Linked DNA regions of Callithrix jacchus: region 2 is linked to region 1. Evidence: chromatin contacts called from public Hi-C data. All regions are on one chromosome and are shown on one strand. The core of a region is the stretch at or near the end of the contact, and the rest is flanking DNA. Distances in the headings are between cores, read along the strand shown.

The links. Hi-C and Micro-C count contacts between places; a contact is called where the count stands out from the background.
Region 2: a Hi-C map of skeletal muscle shows a contact between it and region 1, with 2.7 times the contacts expected there. The contact joins the enhancer-like site here to the promoter of PPM1B in region 1. A contact is called at or near these places in 2 of 3 Hi-C or Micro-C datasets (both in skeletal muscle).

Annotation. Positions count from the first base shown.
Region 1 is chr14:70,653,264-70,657,646 of calJac240_pri, reverse strand. PPM1B (protein phosphatase, Mg2+/Mn2+ dependent 1B) reads left to right here and starts at 1,459. Exons shown (of 6, transcript XM_017964363.4): 1 at 1,459-1,872. It also overlaps the pseudogene LOC100391763.
Region 2 is chr14:70,701,740-70,706,151 of calJac240_pri, reverse strand. No RefSeq gene overlaps it. Among named protein-coding and RNA genes, the nearest start is that of PPM1B, 48 kb to the right of the region's middle. Within about 2 kb of position 1,326, at least 1 of the 16 cell types and tissues checked has an H3K27ac peak or open chromatin away from gene starts, as enhancers often do. A contact at or near this core is called in skeletal muscle, where this site is marked.

The DNA.
Region 1 (4,383 bases), core at 210-2,709:
TTAAACCTCTCTCATTCATTCTTGACTCAACCTGTGTCTTTGTGAAGCCTTTCTTGGTAAACCTATGCACAAGGAAGACCATTTATGTCATCATCAGCCCTTGCGCACGTTTCAATTATAGCGCCTATCATCTTGTACCGCGATTGCCTAATTTATTATTGTATTGTGCCTGGCAAACAGCAGGCGGTCAATAACTGCAGAATGAACGAGTCCATGTCAAGAGACTAGGCCGGGAGTTTTAAAAATCAATGTGACTGAGAAACAAAATACGGGAATGTCGAGGGCTGGTATAAAAACAGTCTCTAATAGCACAGAATCCTCCTGAAGGGAACACCTGTCCCACTTTCTCACGCTGCTTTCCGGGCTCTTCCGACACCTCAATTTCCCGCCCACTCTCCTCCCTCCAGGGGACAGGTCAGGCAGGTATACCCGCTCGCCGGCTATGATAGGTCGGCGATGACTTCATTGTTAGGGAACATCCGGGTCTTTCCCCTCCCTGCAACACCTCCCCAGAGCCCGGCCTGCCTAGTTTCCCACTCCCGCGTGCGCCCCACCCGAGGCTGAAGCAAAACAACCGTGTCTCCCCAGCCCGCTTCTTGTCCTGAGCCATCCCTTCCCGTCTCTACGCCGAAGAGAGGCGTTCAGATCCTCCAATGAGGCCCTAGGAAGACTTTCTTAGCCAATCAGTAGCCAAGTCCCTGCAATTCCGGATGGGACCAGGCGTCCACACCTATAGCTGGACTGCTCCTTGGTCTCTTATGGCGCTTATTTTACGCATGGCTTAGAGGTCAAATACAAGGGGTCACGGTCCTCACAGAACGGAAAGGATCCGTACACTCTCTGGGTTTGACCGTTTTCTAAGACGAACCTATAGCTTTCCAGATACTTCCCCGCCTTTTGCGAGTTCATTTGAAAAAAGCCGGTGTGACGGACTTGGAAATTGGCTCAGTGACTGACACGCAGAGAAAGCCAGTGACTGGGGGTTCGAATCACGATTTGGACCAATAAAAAAACGGGATCGCTGGGGCCTGGGCTTTGCTAGGAGGGGCGCAGGTGGGCGTTATTTGATTGACGGAGGGCTCTGCTTATGACTGGTAGTGGGGGCTGGTCCGTGACGTCCGGGAGGTAGGACCTGGCGGAGGCAGGGCCGAATGAAGTAAATGGTAATGAAGGGTTGGGTCACACTTAGTGGGCGGTGTTTGATGGACAGTTGACCTTGCCAATTGAAAGTGGCCACTGATGCCCAATGGGAAATTAGAAAGTCAGAGGCGGGGCAGGGTGGGCGGGGTAAACTAAGTACCGAGGTGCGGAGGGAGCCGCGCTGGGAGGGAGAGCGGTGATTGACAAGACTCCCAGCAAACTGGAAGCCGCGAGAGGGTGCGCGGCATCCCAGTGGGTGGGAGCTGGGGGCGGGGCTCCCTGAGGGGCGGGGAAGGACTAGGGTGCAGGGAGGGGGTTGCAGAAGGAGCCGAGCGGCTGCTGCTCAATGGCGGAAAAGCCGCCGGTTCTCTGACTGCCTGGTTCCCCTAGCAGTTGCGGGGGAGTTTCCTGCCGGCGCGGCTGGAGTCTCTGATTCTCAGGGTTGGTGGTTGGAAGATGCTCCAGAGAGACGAGGCTGCGGCGGAGGAGGTGGCGGCGGCCGAATCGGCAACGGCGCTAGGGTGGAGAGAAGGCGGCAGCAGCGGCGGCGGCGGCGGCGTGAGGGGCCCGGCGGTGTAAGCAGCCCCGGAGGCGGCGGTCGAGACCCCGAGGGGGAAGCGGCAGCTGAGGCAGGGTCGCGCCTCCGTTGGAAACTTGGGCTGAGTACCGCGGGGGGCTCCGCGGCGGGCGTAAGCGAGGCGCCCTAGATCAATCCTCCCTCCTTTGCCTCAGGTAAGGCCGCCTGGCGCCCCGCAGGAGGGGAAGCGGCTGACCAGCAGTGCTTCCGAGGCCCCGGGCCCCGGGCCGGTTTTCGCGGTGCCGCCAAGCCGCGGCCGGGGCCTCTGTCCTTCCGAATCCTCGCCACTTTCCCCGCTGCCCCGGAGCCTAGGCAGGGGAACGCCGGGCCTGGCTCTCGGGTAGGCCCCTTTCCCAGCAGCCGCCTCCGCTCGGCTGAGGGCTGGGAGAGGCGCGGGGAGAGAATGGGAGTCTGCTCGAACGCCTGGAAGCCAATTGATTCTCCCTTCCCTCCGCTTTAGTCTGCAAGCGTCTCTTTCACACGAAAGCACTGGGGCTCCCCAAGCCTTGGCTCGACTCTTGCAGATGCATGCACTGTTTGAAAACACTGCCTTTTCCCATTCGTTTCCTCATCAGCTTCTGCCCTCCTCTGCGCTCCACTTCACTTCCTTGTTAAATCGTCTTTCTCTCCTTGCTGTCTATGCGTTCTGACCTCGCTTTCCTTCCTTAGTGCCTTTAAATCGTGTGTTTCTCTTCTCATCGTACTTCGGCATCTCTTGCCTGCCTTCCCCAGCACCATCCTTTTCGGATGTCATTCCTAACACTGAAGTTCTTAATTGAAACTGCCGCTTACTGTCAGTGCCCCAAATCTACCGGAGCCCCATTAAGAGTATAGACTGACTAGCCTTATATGGTAGATAAGTTTTTTATACTTTAAGCCTAACAGCCTTAAAAAAAAATTGTATTATTAAACGTACTGTGTGAAAATAATACTGAAAATAATTTTTTAAATGAAGGGCTCAGTGAGTGCTGGAAATAGTTATTTCTTCATTTTTTAAAATTGCATGACCTCTCATGTCAGATTTAGCAGATCTAGGACTTTTGCCCATGTTATTTGGCAAAAAAAAAAAAAAAAAAAAAAAGCTTCTTAAGCATTTGATAGCAGCCCAAATTCATCAATATTCAATTTCTTCTAAGAAAAACTTGAAAGCTTTTTTAAAAAGAGACTTTATATTAGTAACTAGGAAGCTGTTTTGATAAAGTCACAGTTAAAGAGCTTTTAAATTAGGCTCCACATGTTTAATGTATTGTAAAGTTGGCAGGCATGTTGTAAAAGGATTATTTAGGAATTTGAGTAGCCTTAGTGTTACGTAGCTATTTTAGGAAAAACATTCTTTTTCTGTTAACAAACGTTTACAACTATGGTGATGTGAGAATTACTGAGGTTTATTGTGGGATTAACACAGGAACTGTCTTTATTTGAGCTACTGCATGGGTGAAGAAGTGGTAAATTGTTCAGGGTGGACAGTGTAAGTCACAGTATGTTCTAGGAGGTGGAGAAACATGCCATGGACACTGAATGTTAATAGATGTTATTTCATTTACTTTCTCTGTTGTGCAATAGCAAAGTTCCTATTGTTGGCCTACTTTTAAATAGAGCATTTCTGAGTAAATAGTGAGACAAGTTATTCTAATTATTATGATAGTCTTTTCCAAGTGGACAGGCCTTTTAAAAATATAGTTGAAGTAATGGTAATTTTTTTTAAGGAAATATTTTTGTAGGTCTGCTAAATGGACAGTGTGTTTTTCTAATCGAAATTTTAAAATTAAGTAGAATATTTTTTAGTCAACAGATTTTCTTTCAGGGATAATCTTTATTCTGTGCTTCTTCTCTCAATGCCTTCTTTGTTTTTTTTTTCTTAATGGTCGTTGTGTTTTCACCTCTTCATTTATTTTTGCTCTCATAAAGTCTTATGACAGTTTCTGCAGTGGTTCTTTGTGTTATTGTATATTAGCGTGCAGTGGCATTTTTATTTGAGCTTTCATACTTTAAGATTTCCCCAGTTTCTAGTACGTTATCGTTTGGATTTGTTGATGTGATTATTCTCTTTGAAGTGACCAGCAGAGCTTTCAACACCGTTTTCTTACACTGGGTATCTGATTTCTGTGAAGACTCTAGGAATAGGTGAAAGGCCTTTTCAGTTCAGTCATGTCAGTAAATACTGTTTTATGTTAGTAATTCACCTAATTACTAAATTCCTTAAGATTACATCATCTAAAGGAATGGTGTAGTGTCCAAGTAGCTGCGCTTCTAAGAACAGCTCATTCACAGGTTAACAAGGTCAGAAAAAGTGGCTCTTGTTGAAAGTTACCTTTTCCTATAGCAAACATCTTTTATGGAATCTTTTGAATTAAAATATGATGCTGATTATGTCTTGGCAGTGTTGGAAAAGTAGAATTTGCCTCGGTATCACTTAGTGATTATGGTGATTTATTAAAAAGAGGCTATATAGGCCAGGTGTGGTGGCTCATGCCCGTAATCCCAGCACTTTGGGAGGCTGTGGTGGGCAGATCACTTGAGGTCAGGAGTTTGAAACTAGCCTGGCCAACATGGTGAAACCCCGTCTCCACAAAAATTTTCTGGGCAGGGTGGCATGTGCTTGCAATCCTGGCTACTCAGGAGGCTGAGGCAGGAGAATCACTTGAACTCTGGAGGTGGAAGTTGCA
Region 2 (4,412 bases), core at 77-2,576, 49 kb before region 1:
ATTAACTAACACCAGACATTAGCATCTCTCTCAATCTTTTTAAACAATTGGCATCAAATTATTTCTTTTCTTGTGGAAATTAAAAAGGGAATAACTAACAAATTCTACCTAGTTTCCGATTACAAAATTTTGCCTTTCCTATTTGATAGTGGGCTTACAAATGCTAGTGGTTTTTTTTTCCTGGTTATACCATCAGGAGTTTGACAATTTTGATGGAACATTTTCCACCAATAACAAAGCTATTTGTTCACCTACTTTGACACCATCAAAAGGAGTATCATGCAATGACCTTAGTTTTTTTTTTTTTGCAATGACCTTAGTTTAGTTTTTCTGTACAGAGAACTATATGTAAAACAAGCATATACTTTGTGCCACAAGTAATACATTTCCATTATTATTACTATGTAGATAAATTCTCAAAGAAAAATAGAAATTTCATTTTATTAAGCTTTCTTTCATTTTGTTTTGTTTTTACATCTTGGCTGCCTATCTGGCTTTATAAAGGTAATACTTACTCAATATCTTGTTAAAATAAAAGATTTATGTCTAACTGAATAAGCAGCATAATTATTTTGTCAGAGAGTCATGAAAATGAACATTGTCTTAATTTTTTGGAATGGTGTAGTTTTTACAAGCTCTGCAAAGATATCATTCAGATAAGGTCACACCAAATAGAAGTTTCGCTCATTGGATTAAAAATAGATCAGCTCAGTGACTCAGCATGTAGCTTATTGCAGTTGCCTACTGAGAACATCCTAATTCTTCCTTGTACTACATTACAGTGGAGTACTCATGTGGCTTTATGGGGATTAGCTTATTTAGCTACTAGAAATAAGATCACAGTATATCTAGGACATTTTGTGAGACACAATGACACTGAGTATTATGGGTCAAATTCTGATTAAGTATACATAAGCATATATTCAACCTATCTATTTAAATTCCTTTTATTAAGAGTGTTATGGGCAACATTATGGTTAAGTATAAGCAAGCACATAGTCAAAATAATAATTTAAGTTTCTTTTAATAAACTTACAGTAATATGGCTAAATTAAAAGTGAATGGTGGAATCAGGTTACAGAGAGAACTGGACTGTGCTCTGATTTCTAGGGCAATGCCTGCTTTATTATTTCATTAAACTTCCTATCTGACTCTGCTGCTGTGTGGGAATCCTTGGTGGGGAAGAGGGGCTTTAATATATCTCTTCTTTTAAAATACCAATGAAGGGAATCAGAATATGCCACCTCAATATGTCACTTTGGCATAAGGACTACTTGAGCTTAACATAATTGAGAAACAGCAGAAACAAATGGCTTTTGTCTTTCTCCCTAGAAGCAGGGCATAAATTTTCATTTGTAAAAGTGTCCCACTCTCTCATATAAGGGAGACGAGAATGACTCCAGAGACAACTCTTATCACCAGGGACAACTTGAATCTGCATAACAAACCTTACTAAAAACCTTTATATATCATACATTTTCTAGTCACCTTCCCACAGTTTACCTCTCTATAACCCAAATGCCTTTTTCCTTTGTCTAGTTGCTTGTCCACAATTTATTGCCATTTGTTAAAATGGTATATAAGTGGGGGGCGGAGGGGGGCGGTGGCTCACGCCTATAATCTCAGCACTTTGGGAGGCCGAGGTGGGTGGATCACGAGGTCAAGAGATCGAGACCATCCTGGTCAACAAGGTGAAACCCCCATCTCTACTAAAAATACAATAATTAGCTGGGCATGGTGGTGCGCACCTGTAGTCCCAGCTACTCAGGAGGCTGAGGCAGGAGAATTGCTTGAACCCAGGAGGCAGAGGTTGTGGTGAGCCAAGATCATGCCATCGCACTCCAGCCTGGGTAACAACAGCGAAACGCCATCTCAAAAAATAAATAAATAAAATAAAATGGTGTATAAGCCCTCAGGTCTAATCACTTGTTTGGGTTTTCACTTCTTTGTTGTGAATCCCCTTGCACATAAAATACAATTTGTATGCCTTTTCTCCTGTGAATCTGCTTTTGTCAGTTTAATTTGCACATTCCAAGTAAGGAACTTAAGAGTGCAGAAGAAGTTTTTCCTGCTTCCTTTTTTTTTTTTTTTATAAAGATGGGGTTTCACCATGATGGTCAGGCTGGTCTTGAACTCCTGACCTCAGGTGATCCACCCACCTTGGCCTCCCAAAGTGCTAGGATTACAGGCATGAGCCACCACGCCCGGCAAGTTTTTTCTACTTCTATATCCACACTCAGGCAGTGACCAGGAAAAGTTATCTCTAAGCCCAGTCAAATAGTCTTATCCACAAATGGAAGTTCTCCTAAAAGGAGACAAGAGGAATAGAAGACCCATCCTCCCTCCAAAATATCTCCCTCCAAATTATTGGCTATCAACAGGGCCAGGTGTCGTGACTCATGCCTGTAATCCCAGCACTTCAGGAGGCCAAGGCAAGAGAATTGCTTGAGACCAGGAGTTCGAGACCAGTATCCACTTAAAAATCATCTTTGGGCTGGACACAGTGGCTAATACCTATAATCCCAGCACTTTGGGAGGCTGAGACAGGTGGATCAACCGAGGTCAGGAGTTCAAGACCAGCCTGATCAACATGGTGAAACCCCATCTCTACTAAAAATACAAAAATTAGCCAGGCACAGTGGCATGTGCCTGTAATCCCAGCTATTTGGGAGACTGAGGCAGGAGAATCACTTGAACCTGGGAGGCAGAGGTTGCAGTGAGCCAGGATCATGCCATTGCACTCCAGCCTGGGTGACAGAGCAAGACTCCATCTCAGAAAAAAAAAATCAACTTTGTACAGCTATCCTACATCAGATGCTAAAAATAAAAAGATGATGCTTCCTTTAGCTCCTGATTTAACAGCTCCCTGAGTAAACAGACAGGTAAATTGTGATGTGAGGGAATAAAGAAGAGTAGGAAGGTGGGAGGTAGGAGAATGCCCGTCTTGCATAGCCCTACAATGGAGCATCAGCTTGAGTCAGCCAGGATAGCAGGCCTAGGAGAAGGAGCAGTTTGAGGGTGCTAGAGGCTTTGAAGGGAGAAATAAAATCAACACAGGGTTCTGAGAGGGGCAGAAAATGAGCTTCACTCTTACAAAAATTTGGCCTAGAGCTAACTTTGGAAACATCATGTGGTTTAGTCCATCCTCTCTTAGGTTGGGCCTGCAACAAACAGAGGTAACTGAAACCTATCTTTAGCAGGCAGTCTATATTCCTTTAATATGGCTATTTTTCCTTCAGAATTGGATTTACTGTAATTTCTTCCCACTCCCTGTCATGTGGAGACTTTCCATCTTTGCTAATGTTATTAATTGATAGCAAGAAGTTATGGAAGACTTAATTAATAAGGACTTAAAGTGAGTTCCCTGATAGTAATATTTGCATTTTAACTCTCTCTCTCTCTCTTTTTTTTTTTTTTTTTTTTTTTTTTGTTTGAGATGGAGTCTAGCTCTCTGGCCCAGGCTGGAGTGCAATGGTGCCATCTCGGCTCACTGCAACCTCCACCTCCAGGGCTCAAGCATTCTCCTGCCTCAGCCTCCTAAGTAGCTGGGATTACAGGCACACACCACCACACCTGACTAATTTTTGTATTTTTAGTAGAGATGGGGTTTCAACATGTTGGCCAGGATGGTCTCAAACTCCTGACCTCATGATCCGCCCACCTTGGTCTCCCAAAGTGCTAGGATTACAAGCTTAAGCCACAGCACCTGGCCTACATTTTAACTCTTAAGATTGTTCAAGGGCTGGGCGCGGTGGCTCTTGCCTATAATCCCAGCACTTTGGGAGGCCGAGGTGGGTGGATCACGAGGTCAAGAGATCGAGACCATCCTGGTCAACAAGGTGAAACCCCGTCTCTACTAAAAATACAAAAATTAGCTGGGCATGGTAGTGTGCACCTGTAGTCCCAGCTACTTAGGAGGCTGAAGTAGGAGAATTGCTTGAACTCAGGAGGCGGAGGTTGCAGTGAGCCGAGACTGCGCCATTGCACTCCAGCCTGGGTAACAACAGCGAAACTCCATCTCAAAAAATAAAATAAAATAAAAAAAGATTGTTCAAAGGAGACCCCTAAAACTGCAATCTAAAATCAGACTCTAAGGTTAACTTATAAGGTTATTCTTACTCACTATCTCAAGCCTCTGTCCTAGGTCTTAGCTCCCTAAAGTTTCATTGAAAAATAACAGACATTGTTAAGTAGGTATTTAGGCAGACAGAAGTAGGGCAGCAGACAGCCTCCCCCACCTCCTACCCAGGAATATCAGGTGACCATCAGGTGATGGTCAGGTGGTTGTTAAGCTGTCTCTCTGAAATAATAGTTGGTTGCAGCCAGTACCAGGGAAAGGCAGTCTCCCAATAGATAGAAAACATGTGAAGCTGGTGATCAGCAGCTTCCTTATAAGATCTCTGGAGGTGGGC